Linked DNA regions of Mus musculus: region 2 is linked to region 1. The links are chromatin contacts, called in public Hi-C maps. All regions are on one chromosome and are shown on one strand. The core of a region is the stretch at or near the end of the contact, and the rest is flanking DNA. Distances in the headings are between cores, read along the strand shown.

The links. A called contact is a pair of places that touch in the nucleus more often than the background predicts.
Region 2: a contact with region 1 is called in a Hi-C map of the MNK3 cell line, with 6 times the contacts expected there. The contact joins two enhancer-like sites. A contact is called at or near these places in 7 of 484 Hi-C or Micro-C datasets (ECoMG myeloid progenitors, the HL-1 cell line, the MNK3 cell line and 4 more), 1 of 115 datasets of contacts at active chromatin or transcription factors (a beta-TC-6 cell line) and 3 of 9 other capture datasets (adipose tissue, embryonic stem cells and liver).

What each region holds. Positions count from the first base shown.
Region 1 is chr3:101,883,136-101,889,058 of GRCm38.p6, forward strand. Slc22a15 (solute carrier family 22 (organic anion/cation transporter), member 15) reads right to left here. Exons shown (of 12, transcript NM_001039371.2): 5 at 325-454. Among named protein-coding and RNA genes, the nearest start is that of Slc22a15, 38 kb to the right of the region's middle. Within about 2 kb of position 3,221, at least 31 of the 459 cell types and tissues checked have an H3K27ac peak or open chromatin away from gene starts, as enhancers often do. A contact at or near this core is called in the MNK3 cell line, where this site is marked.
Region 2 is chr3:101,983,145-101,989,067 of GRCm38.p6, forward strand. No RefSeq gene overlaps it. Among named protein-coding and RNA genes, the nearest start is that of Nhlh2, 24 kb to the right of the region's middle. Within about 2 kb of position 3,102, at least 4 of the 459 cell types and tissues checked have an H3K27ac peak or open chromatin away from gene starts, as enhancers often do. A contact at or near this core is called in the MNK3 cell line, where this site is marked.

The DNA.
Region 1 (5,923 bases), core at 1,971-4,470:
GCTTGAAGATCTTTAAGCTTAAGGCACTGGGTTAAAAGGAAGAAGAAAAAGAAAAAGGAAAGGAATTTCCAATAGCCCGAAGGCCAAATGCAGCTAACTAAGAAATTAAACAGGAGATACCTACATTCTAAACTAATTAACTAGCATCTCTCTCTTCAAGGAGCTGGCAAGAATTGCATGTGTGCAGTTTAGCTCTTCCCAGAATTCACTGCAGGCAAGCTCCTGGCAGATGGAATGCTGCTTGCTTGCTTTCTTGCCTGCTCACACCCTTCCAAGACATTCCTGTTTATGGAACACGAATTCCAAGGAGACAAGACTACTTACAAAGATAAGAGAAAGACCAATGTTCCCTGAAGGTTGACCAGAACAGCTAGGGTCCTCCAGGAGCGGATGAAGTACCCTAATAGGGCATACTGCGCGATGCCAACAGCGAAGAAGAGACCACCAATCGATCCTAAAGCAGGGAAAAGAGAATTGTCACTGGAGAAGATCACCCATGGCACCATTCCCAACCTGATCAGTGAGCGTGACCTCCTTGTGAGACATCAATCAGTCTTGCCCTACTAAGTGTGAGAGGCAGAGGAGGGGCAAAGACCACATAGCACCCAGCTTCTAACGATATAGCACCAAGAAGGGCCAGAAATCTGTGGAAATGGTAGGAGGGCAGCTGAAAACATGTACCCTGTGTGGACGAGAAAGAAGTTCAAGGTTTTAGTCAAGCGCTTTCTATCCTGGGTGTTGCAATGACTTCTGTCTGCATCTGGGGCTGAGGCTGAAGATATATTTTTCAGTGGGGGTGATGTGGCTTTTGGGTCATGCAGTTCCTGCAATGCTGGTCTTAATCTTTTAAAGGGGTTGCATTCTGTTGTTTTATTTATTGTTATGTGTGTCTCTATGTGTGTGGGCTTGCATGTGCCACAGTGCACTTGAGGAAGTCGGAAGGTGACTTGTGGTAGCTGGTTCCTTCCTTCCACCACGTGGGTTCCACAGATCAAACTCTGATAGGCCTGTCAGAGAGGGTCTGAACGCACCAAGCCAGCTTCCAGCTCCTGGCTCTTAATCTTTATTACAGAGGCTATTCATGAAAATATCTTGAGCCACCCCCACTCCCCCTCTTTTCTCTACTTAATTTATCACCATCAGATATATGACTCTTTACATTTTCTTGTTTCTCACCTGCCTCTCCCAAGTAGGAACACAATCTGTTTGAAGCACGTATTTTTGTCGAAACACTAATGGAAAAATATCAACCACAGAACCGTAAAGAAGCCTATGTTTTTTAAAATAAGTGTTGAGATAAAGATTAAATGTGCCAGTTCGCCTGATGTTCTTGCAAATTCTGTACCTCTGGCACTTTCTGTACCTGCTTTTATCACTGTGGGCAGGTTATTGAGTTTTGTTGAGAATAATCTATTGTGTGTGATGTTTTATGAAACAAGTACCATTATTAACCGCACACTGAAGCAAGAAAATAGCTTGCGGGTTAGGGGAAGATGTCTCCAATACAGCATGTGAGATTATGGCAAAGCCAGGCCCTGTACAGGCTCCACTGCACTCTGAGCTGTTCCCATCTCCTTTCTCATCTCTATGGAAATGCAGGGTGTTTTATTGTTTTCTGAGACAGGGTTTCTCTGGGTAGCCCTGGATGTGCTGGAACTCACTCTGTAGACCAGGCTGGCCTTGAACTCACAGAGATCTGACATCCTCTGTCTCCCAGAAGTTGGGATTCAAGGTGTGTGCCATCATTGCCTGGCAGGAAAGGCAGTTTTTAGATGGGCTTTGCTGGTTTTAGTTTTATTTTTTCTATGATAATAAGTATTTTCTTTGATCTTTTTTCATAACTTATCACTTTATGAAAAAAACATGGTGACTTGCATATTTTTTTTACCCTAATTAGGAAAAGAAAGAGCCAAAAGGGTGTGTGTGTGTGTGTGTGTGTGTGTGTGTGTGTGTGTTCAGCATTCTGAAAGCAGAATTCAGCAAGTGAGGGAATAGAGACAATATGGAGGCCTCTGGAAATTTGAGACAATCAATAGCTAGCTGTTTGCGGACTCATTATAGTATGTCAAATAGCACCTGGCTGGCTTCCAAGGATACGGCTTCTTTCTCTGTCGCTCAGTATTTACCCATGACCACACAGTCAGGGGATAGTATAGGCTGGTTTCAGAGGGATCAAATTTAAACCCCAATTCTACCAAATACTAGAGCAGTGGTTCTCAACCTCTGGGTCGTGGCCCTTTCACAGGGGTCACATATCAGCTAGCCTGTATATTAGATATTTATATTATGGTTCATAACTAACAAAACTACAGCTATGAAGTAGCAACAAAGATAATGTTATGGCTGGGGGTCACCACAACATGAGGAACTGTATTAAAGGGTCACAGCATTAGGAAGACTGAGAACCACTGTACTACAGTGTGATTTTGAGCAAGTCACTAAATCATCTTGAATGTCTGTCTTCTCATCATTGAAATAAAAACAACTCAAGAGGCAGTGTTCATTATTAATAGCTTCCAAAAAATAATGCTTGTGAGACAAGTGTTATATTTGTAATCTCTGTACTTTTCTCCTCACAGTGATGGAGTGTCTGAGAGAACTCAGTGTAAGGGTGGAAGGGTTTATTTTGGCGTCCGTCCATTCTGAGAGGGCTGGAGTCTGAGAGGGTGGAGAAGCACAGCAGGGGGAGTGTGAGGCTGCTTGTTCATGCCTGGGCTGATCAGGGAGCGGAGAGATGAATGCTGGAACTCACTCATCTTTTGTTGTTTTCTGCTTTCCTTGGTCTGCACTCTCAGCCCATAGGATGGGGCCACCATCTTCAGGGTGGAACTTCCCCTCTCAGGTCATCTTCTCTGGACACTCTATCTCAGGCATGCCCCAAAGTGTGCTCAAGAACGTATTTCCTAACACAAGTTGACAACTGCAATTACCTCTTACAGCATCCTATTACAATCTGGGTTTGGGTTTGTATGTACTCTTATCTATTAATCTGGGTTTGGGTTTGTATGTACTCTTATCTATTAATCTGGGTTTGGGTTTGTATGTACTCTTATCTATTAATCTGGGTCAGGGCAGGGAGGATATCTAATTATGAGTATCCTTATCAGAAGATTTTCTTTCTGCCTTCCTTTCCTTTCTAATTTCAAGAAACCCTCAACCACGCTGTACAGGAGGACTGACTCTTTCTTATTGCTTCTGCCATTCAAATGGGGACTACCAATCACGGTTGCCTTAGTGCTAAGAGTAACCCTTGATGGACCAATCAGATCTTGTCACTTCAAATACTATGCTCAGAGCTCCTGGGTCTCATCTCTGGCTAAGAAAGTTTTCAGACAGGATGGAGAACAGAGAAGCGCCCGACTTCCAGGTTCCAGAAATCTCCTCGGCCTAGCTGCACTGACACGAGATGCTGAGTGACTGGGTTCCCTCTCTATCCACCCTCTTTAGAGCTGAGCATCCGTCACAATCAAATGGACATGGTGGACAAGGGAGATGATCCAAAGGGATGCTGTAGCTCGGTGGATAATCATAACCAGAGGCTTCCAGCTTACACACTGTGATGACAGTAGCAGGCAGAGGTCCAGACAGTAAATGTCAGTTGTATGTGGAGAGAAGGTAGTGTTGAATCTGATGAGCAGGCACAGCTAAGGTCCAGGGGGAAGCCACACATACATACCTATAAATGACGGCAGGCCCAAGGAAAAGAGCTACAGACCTGACTGGCTCAGAGCATTGTAAATGTGAGGATTCCAAGTTCCTTTATCATTGCGACCCTGGAATCCCATGTGTGGCCTACTTAATGTTTCTGTGCCTTGGGGTCTTTGTGCTTTCATTCACGTTTGTTTCCTATGTATTTCATAAGAAATACATTTCGAGTCTCTTGTTCCTGCTCAGTTAGGAGCAGGCTAAACCTGCTAAATGTTGGCAGGCTAGAAGATATCAAGTTCTGACTTGATTTTGTAAAAGGCACCAGTGACTGCCCCTGTTTTCAGACCCAAATCCTGAAGCAATGCTTGGGCCTGTGTCCCCTTCTCTGCTGGTCCCTCTCCAGGTCATGGCCATCCAAATCTAACTCAGTTTCCCCTCCTCTCTCTCTCTCTGTAGCAGTCCCCACCAAGTCTAAACCATCACTGGGCTCACATAACCAACTACACGGCTCCCTTAACGACCCCTCAGTTTTTATTTTTCTCTTTTCTGTGGTCATATATTCATGAGAACAATCTTTCTGGGTGAGGTCCCATCATTCCTTTATGTAACTTAAGTCCCGTGACCTTTGTCTGCATTTTGGATAAAAACTCGTTATTGCTCATGCAGCTCACTTTGGGCCAAGCACCCCCTTCTCATTCCTCTCTCCCCCACCCCTTCTTTCACCTTTTCCTACTGCACCCTAGTAGGACCTCAGGCCTTGGTCCTTGCCATTCCAACTTCAGGAATTTCGTTTCCTGAATTGCACGTGCTCAGGTTTTCCTATTCATCTAAATCTTAACTCAAACATATACTCTGAGGTTTTTTTCTCAAACCAGACTATTTAACAGCTTATTTAACTACTCTGGAAATTACTATCTGTCCCATCTCATTGCTTAATTTTTCTCACTGTCCTTAGAATTCTCTGAACTTGCTTATTTTCTCGGCATCCCCTAATTAAAAGCTATGTCTTCGCGGCAGTAAGCTTCTGAGGGCGGGGAGGCAACCACCAGTCCTTCCAGCTACGGCCCTAGTCAGCCACACCAACAGCCGGCACGGCACAGTCGCCCTAATGGTGCAGAAGTGGCACGCATGCCTTAGTTGTAATCAGCTTCTCACTAATCAATCTTAAGTCCTGCTCAGCAAGAAGGAAACCATGCCTGGTGCTAGAAACTCAGTGTTAGTGACGACGTGGCTATTGGAGGAGTCGCTACAACCACTAATTTACTTAAACAGCACAATCTATAACAATGATCTATAACCATCTGTCCTTATATTGGACATCTAAGTGTAGTGTTCATCCCTCATCAAGGAAATCTCTCTTTGCAACAGACACAAGTACTGAGAAACACAACCAACCAATGCAGAATCGCGGCACCTCATCCCAGTGGACACAGCTACTGAACATTCCCTCAACTAAGGCTCAGGAGACAATGCGGAAGAGGGGTGGGAAGACTGTGAGAGCCAGCAGATCGGGGCGCCAGTGGGGGGGGTCATTACTATGAGACTGTGTTTCCTAGAAACGTTAGAAGCTACATTCATAAAATCTCACCAACATTACTGCGGCCCAGAGGTAAGCTGAACTATGGCGATATCAGTGGACATGCCAAGATGGACAGGGAAAAGCCCACGAAGTCTCAACCTTACACACATAACTACGGGTACCTGAGGCAGGCTGGGAAGGGGAGGAAGGTCTTCCTTAGGTAAGAGCACACCAACTGCTGCCAAGTGCTCAGCCTTGAAAGCATACATATGAATAACATTATATGGACTGATGAGGTTATATTTAGGAATATATGTGCATATGTATAAACATTTACATAGCCCTTCCGCTCGACTCGAGACTCGAGCCCCGGGCTACCTTGCCAGCAGAGTCTTGCCCAACACCCGCAAGGGCCCACACGGGACTCCCCACGGGACCCTAAGACCTCTGGTGAGTGGACCACAGTGCCTGCCCCAATCCAATCGCGCGGAACTTGAGACTGCGGTACATAGGGAAGCAGGCTACCCGGGCCTGATCTGGGGCACAAGTCCCTTCCGCTCGACTCGAGACTCGAGCCCCGGGCTACCTTGCCAACAGAGTCTTGCCCAACACCCGCAAGGGTCCACACGGGACTCCCCACGGGACCCTAAGACCTCTGGTGAGTGGATCACAGTGCCTGCCCCAATCCAATCGCGCGGAACTTGAGACTGCTGTACATAGGGAAGCAGGCTACCCGGGCTTGATCTGGGGCACAAA
Region 2 (5,923 bases), core at 1,852-4,351, 100 kb after region 1:
TCCCAACGGCTATAAAGGGCAAGGAAGCTACACTTGCAATGGTATTGGTGACTGCGGACTCACCATTGAGAAAGAGGGACACAGAAGACTTGTGTGACAACTCCTCCCTGCCCCTCAAAAAAGGTAACAGCCTAGACAGAAAGCCATTAAAGAGAAGTCTTTAAAAATGTGCTAAGTACGCTGAAGTGTGGCCCTCCGCAATTCCATAGTTGATGGCTTCTTTTGGGGGTGCAGGTGGGGAAGGGCTCAGTTTTCTTTAAGGAGTTTGATCACACTCCAGTGAGTATATGAGCAACACAAATTAGACATCATCATCATCATCATCATCATCATCATTATTATTATTATTACTATTATTATTATTATTATTAAGGAGGGAGGAGAACATAAGATGGGAGGAGCAGACCAAAGAGGGCTGGGAAGGGACTGTGCTTGGGATTCAGAATATGAAATTCCCAAATGATCTATTAAAATATTATGAAAAAAAAAGGATGAATTCTTCCAGCCTCAAACCGTATTGGACTTCTTTTTTAAAATCTTTGTCTGATTTACCTGTCAAGATCCAGTCCATCTGAATCAGCCAAGAATCTCGCTGCGTCTAAACAAAGAAAAAAATGTGTGGTCTCACATACTTAACGCATCAAAATAAAGCCAGATGTATAAAAGAGAAAACTTTAAATGCACTCAAACTTGAAAGTATTAAGATTAAAATTGGTTAGTGTTCTGGGTGGGGAAGAATTTTCTAAACTTGTGCATTAGAGGAGGTGAAAAGGGAACAGGATTCTTTAAAGAAAATGAAGCTTAACATAAACATATCAGTCTAAGATCATTTTTAGATGGGGAAAAACAAGGGTAAAGTATCTACTACACATATGACAGGCAGCAGATTTAGAGTCTTAAAAACTAAAATAACTTATTCCTTAAAAGAATGACTCACGCTGGAGCCCAGAGCTCCGGAATATGGTTAATCTGGCTACTCAGCTTCCTCTGAGGATCCTGCCTCTCCCTTCTGAACGCTCAAGTTACAGCCAGACAACCCACCCACCTTGCATTGATGTGGGTTCTGGGGATCCAAACGTTGAATCCCACTTCCTTGGCCAGGAGTTTATTCATTGAGGCATCTCCTCTGTCTAGGTGAACACAATTTTATTCACAAAGATGTTAAACCAAAAAGAGAAATTACTTAAATGGCTAATATAATATAATATAGTTGATTGGATAAAATTATCAGTTTATCAACATGATGGGATTACTTTTTTTTTTTTTTTTACGGCCTTTAAATCTCAAGCTTTTTCATTTTGTTGTTGTTCTTGAGACAGGGCTTCATGTATCCTAGGTTGACCTTGAACTCACTACATAACCAAGGGTGACCTTTCCATTCTAATCCTCCTGTCTGTGCCTGAGCGGCTGGGATTACAGGCATATGCCACTGCGCCTGATTTGTGCAGCTTTGGAGCTCAGATTCCGGGCTTCTTGAGTTCTAGGCAAGCACCTTACCAACAGAGCTTTATGGCTTTGCTTCTGAAAGTCAAAATTTTGAAAATAAGTTTAAAGACTTCAAAGGTATCCAAATATGTCAATTAAAAAGGCTACGAAGCTGAATACTTCATGATTTCATCATGTAATAAAATAAGATATACACACACAAAAGGAGGGGGAGACAGACAGACAGACAGACAGACAGACAGAGACAAAGATGGGGGTGGAGGTGTGATTGAGAACTCCAGCCCCTAGGGGAACAGACCTACACTGCCAAGCCTTTATACTGGAAAGGCAGATATTTCTTCCCATGCAAGGCCAATTGCGAGCACTCAGGACCTTCCAGACTGTCTCTAGCATTAGAAGGTCCTAAAGCATCCCGCGTGACTTCTTCATTCAACACACAAGAAGCCCAGACTTAGGAAAGAGTCAGGTTCATGGCACCCTGATTGGAGCACTTGGGTCCAAATGTTCCTTGCTAACCAGGAAGTCAAAACCAAACCAAGCAATACATGGCACAAAGCAGTGCTTGTCTCTAAAGATGTAGGCTGCCTTGTGTGCCCAGTGTTTCTTAGCTGTAGTCAGAGCTGACCCTCCTTAGAGTGAGAAATCTGAGCAGGGATCAGGTAATGCCTTTTCCTGGCTATGGGGAGGAAGCAGGTTGGGGGCAAAGAGGATGGTGATGCTAAAGATCAGTCCCCAGGGGTCCAGCTGTTGCCCTGCTCCACTGCACTGTGACCTTGGACAAGTCACTTTCTCTACACATCTTTGCTTATAAAAGGGGCATAGTGGCACCTGCCCGGTTTGCTTCCTGGGGTCCAGAGGGGATTAAATTTGCTTGGTACACACTGTGGAATTGCTTTATAATGCAACCCCCAAGGAATGACTATGCATCTCCTATATGCCGTCTGGTTATTAGATCAGAATTGAAATCTTGTGTGACCTTGTTTTTCATCTGCTGTGTAATTTGGGAGTGGGAGGCAGCAGAAGCTCACAAATAAAAACATTTCCCTGCTAATCACGAAGCTGGCTGACTGGTGTGCACCACGCTTAACATACGATCAGTAAGGCCACATAAAAATAAACAAACCAGAACAACTGTCTCATTGAGGAGAAATCGAATCCTGGGAGTCACAGCCCTCTTCCTAACCCTTTTTAAATCATTGGATCTTAATCATCACAGAAACAGATGGCAGCGGGAGGAGGTTGCAGCCAGTAAGGAAAGCAGTGACTGGTCTGTGTCCAGCAAGCGGGTGGTAGAGAACCTGTTATAGACGGTGGATCTAAGGCACATTAAGTAAGATACCACTGTATACAGAATCAATGAGACTGCAAACACAGAAAAACGGAAGTGTTCTTAGTGTTGGCTTGGCTACTACCTCTCCTGTTAATGCTAAGGCAGGTGATGCAGGAGGTTCTAGAATTGCTACAATTGATGCAATAGAGTCAGGCTGCCTGGGTTCAAGTCTCATCACTCACCTGACTAGTCGTGCCCTAGCCCGTGTGTAACTCCTCCATGTAACCTTGGACTCTGTTCAAACTCAAAGGGCAGCAAAGAGAACAAAGGAGTTGTGTGTAAGCTCACAGTGCCGTGGCCAACAGAGAGTGCTCAGCAAATGGCAAAGAAACCACCAAGTAGGTCATTGCTGCCCTCCCCACTGTTTCCACCAAACTTCTTTCCCTCACAGTCAGTTACATTTTCAAATTGGCTGAAGCAAGTCACGTGATCATGCCATTATGCATGTAGTTACAAGGCAACACATTCCAGGGAATTAGGAAAAGCAAGATGTCTGTAGACAACTCAATTGCCTATGACACATAGCTGATGCCAAGTGGTAACTGTCATTACGGATGTTTCATACATATCACTGGAACATGTAAGAAGGACCTGTTCACACTAGCAGAACACCCAGGGGAGCAAGAAGGTAGGTTAGGGTTGTACCCAAGTCCCACCCAGATGTCTTACTGTGTGTGTGCATGTGGGGTGTGTGTGTGTGTGTGTATGTGATTTGTCGAGGTGTGGATTCATGTGGAAGCCGGATTCTGACAATGAGATATCTTCCTAAATTGTTTATTATTATTGTTGTTGTTGTTGTTGTTGTTGTTGAGTCAATCCTAAGACCAGGAGCTCACCCACAAGGTTAAGTTGACTAACCAGAGAGCTACCTCCCACCCCCCAAAAATCTTCAACCCCAAGAATAAGGGTTATAGATGTGTGTCATAAAGCCTCGATTTATATTTATTTTATATTTGTATTTATAGATGTGGTGCTAGGGTCTGAACTCAGGCCATCACGTTTGAGCAGCAAGTATTTTATCTGCTGAGCTATCTCCCCAGCCCTGAATCACATGTTATTAATACTTGTGCTGCCAATATCTAGAAATATTTGGTCACTTTCCATAAATAACAAACAGAAGGTAGTAAACAACTGGCCAAAACATCAAGGACAGCTCAGGGGAGTGTCCCTAAGGTGACAGCAATGGGCTACTCCCCAGATTACTAGTCCTCACAGAGACTTTCTGGGCATCACTTAAAAAACTAAAAGTCCTGGGAAGAAGAGTCACCTGGGCTACCATGGCTGCCATGTGTCGTTAGGCAGGATGTGGCCCCTGGTGCAACGGTGGCATGGTTGTTGGGGGAAACCAACCACTTTCTGACTGAATATGAGACCTGCTCGGCAGGAGGGAGTTCATGCCTAGCACTGTAGATATATTCAAAAGCCCAATGGCTGGGTGGTCTGAGATCTTTTGGCTTGTCAAAACATTCAAGCAACAGGGAACAGAAAGATAGAAAGGAGCTCTATGAAATGTTAGCCTTTGGCCATGACATGGTTACTGCACCCATGAGCTCATAGCGGTGGTACCCAACTAACTGAACAAGATTTGCTCAATCCTCGGTCTATCAATATTTCATCAGGATAAGGAAAGCACTCACGAGGCCTTAGCCCACTCCAAGGAGATATAGTCATTAGGGAGATGAGTCATAATGGTTACTGGTGTAGTCATGGGTAGGTTGCCCTTGCTCAAGTAAATAACCTCTCATTCCCCCTCTTCAACCCTCTACCATGTGTACACACAGACACACACACACACACAGACACACACACACACACACACACACAGGGCCATAAAGTAGAAGGCAGACTTGTTCCATTAAGGGGGTAATAAGAGGGGAAGGAGAAGAAGAGAATAATGAAGGGAGCATACTCAAGGTCCATTATATACTGTGCTAGAACAAAACATGTCCTGAATGAAACCTACAGTGAGAAAGATGATGGCAAAGGGCTCTAAAACAAGAGCAGGGATTCTTCAGCTCTGATGAGTCCAGGCTCCTCTGTGTCAGGAGTTTGAAGTGTTTAATAAAAGCCTCCCTGAGTGTAGATTTACAAGCACAGAGTCTAACTTTCACACAATGGAGGGGTGGATCTGTGAGTTATGTGTGTGGTTGCATTAGACTACTTAACCCAACTATTGTTTATGTTTCTATGTCCACAAAATAAGAGTCAAGGTTTTCCCTAGAAGAAAGCTGGTGCCTCTGATTCAAAAAGGGGAGACCCTTACAGGGTGGACTAATACACTGAGTAGAGACTGGGTAGTGTAGCGGTTTGGTCTGATACTATATTAAATGCTAATTTAATTTCATTGTATTTAAATGCTAAATTCTAAACCCTAAGATCTGATTGCTCCAAGATGAGCAGATTCTCATATATATCAGCTTTAGTTGTATAAGCCTTGCCCCCAAGTTATCCATGATTAGTTAATAAAGATGCCTACAGCCTATAGTTGGGCAGAAGAGAGAAAGATGGGGCTTTGGTTCCAGGGCTTGGGGTCTGAGGCAGGGACCACAGGGGATCATAAGAGGAAGGAGAAGGCTCAATGGGGTTGGTGGATTCTGAGCACTTGGCCATGAGGGCTGGCCTGGTGGAATAGGAGTGGCCCAGGCAGAAGATGGAAGTGATATTTCAGGGTTACTGACAGGAAGGTAGGCAAACTAGCATAGAGGGCTGATATCTGCCCAGCTCTGCTATCTCAAGGCTTATTATAAATGTAAAGGTTTTGTGTCTTTTATTCGGGAACTACATGACTTAAGGTGGGTTAGAAACCCTGAAATAATCTTTACTGCAGCAACTAAGTCTCACGGACCTTAGAGTGAGTCCTCTATGGGTGTGGTGTAGGAATGAGTTGAGTATATCCTGGGCTAGAGAGAGGAGGTGATGGACCAAGTATTGAGTTATGAAGGATCTTCCCAGAATCCTTAGCAGATTCTACAATGTAATACCCTGGCCCTTGCCCCTCAGTCCAGGGTGTATAAGCCCTTAGTAAGGGCAAATGGTAACTCTGGCCGTGCGATATCAGCCATTTAGATAAAAACTAAAGCCCACATTACAAAAATGTTTTATTCCTTAGAGATAAGAAAAGCTAATTTCTGAACGTTGTTAAATGAA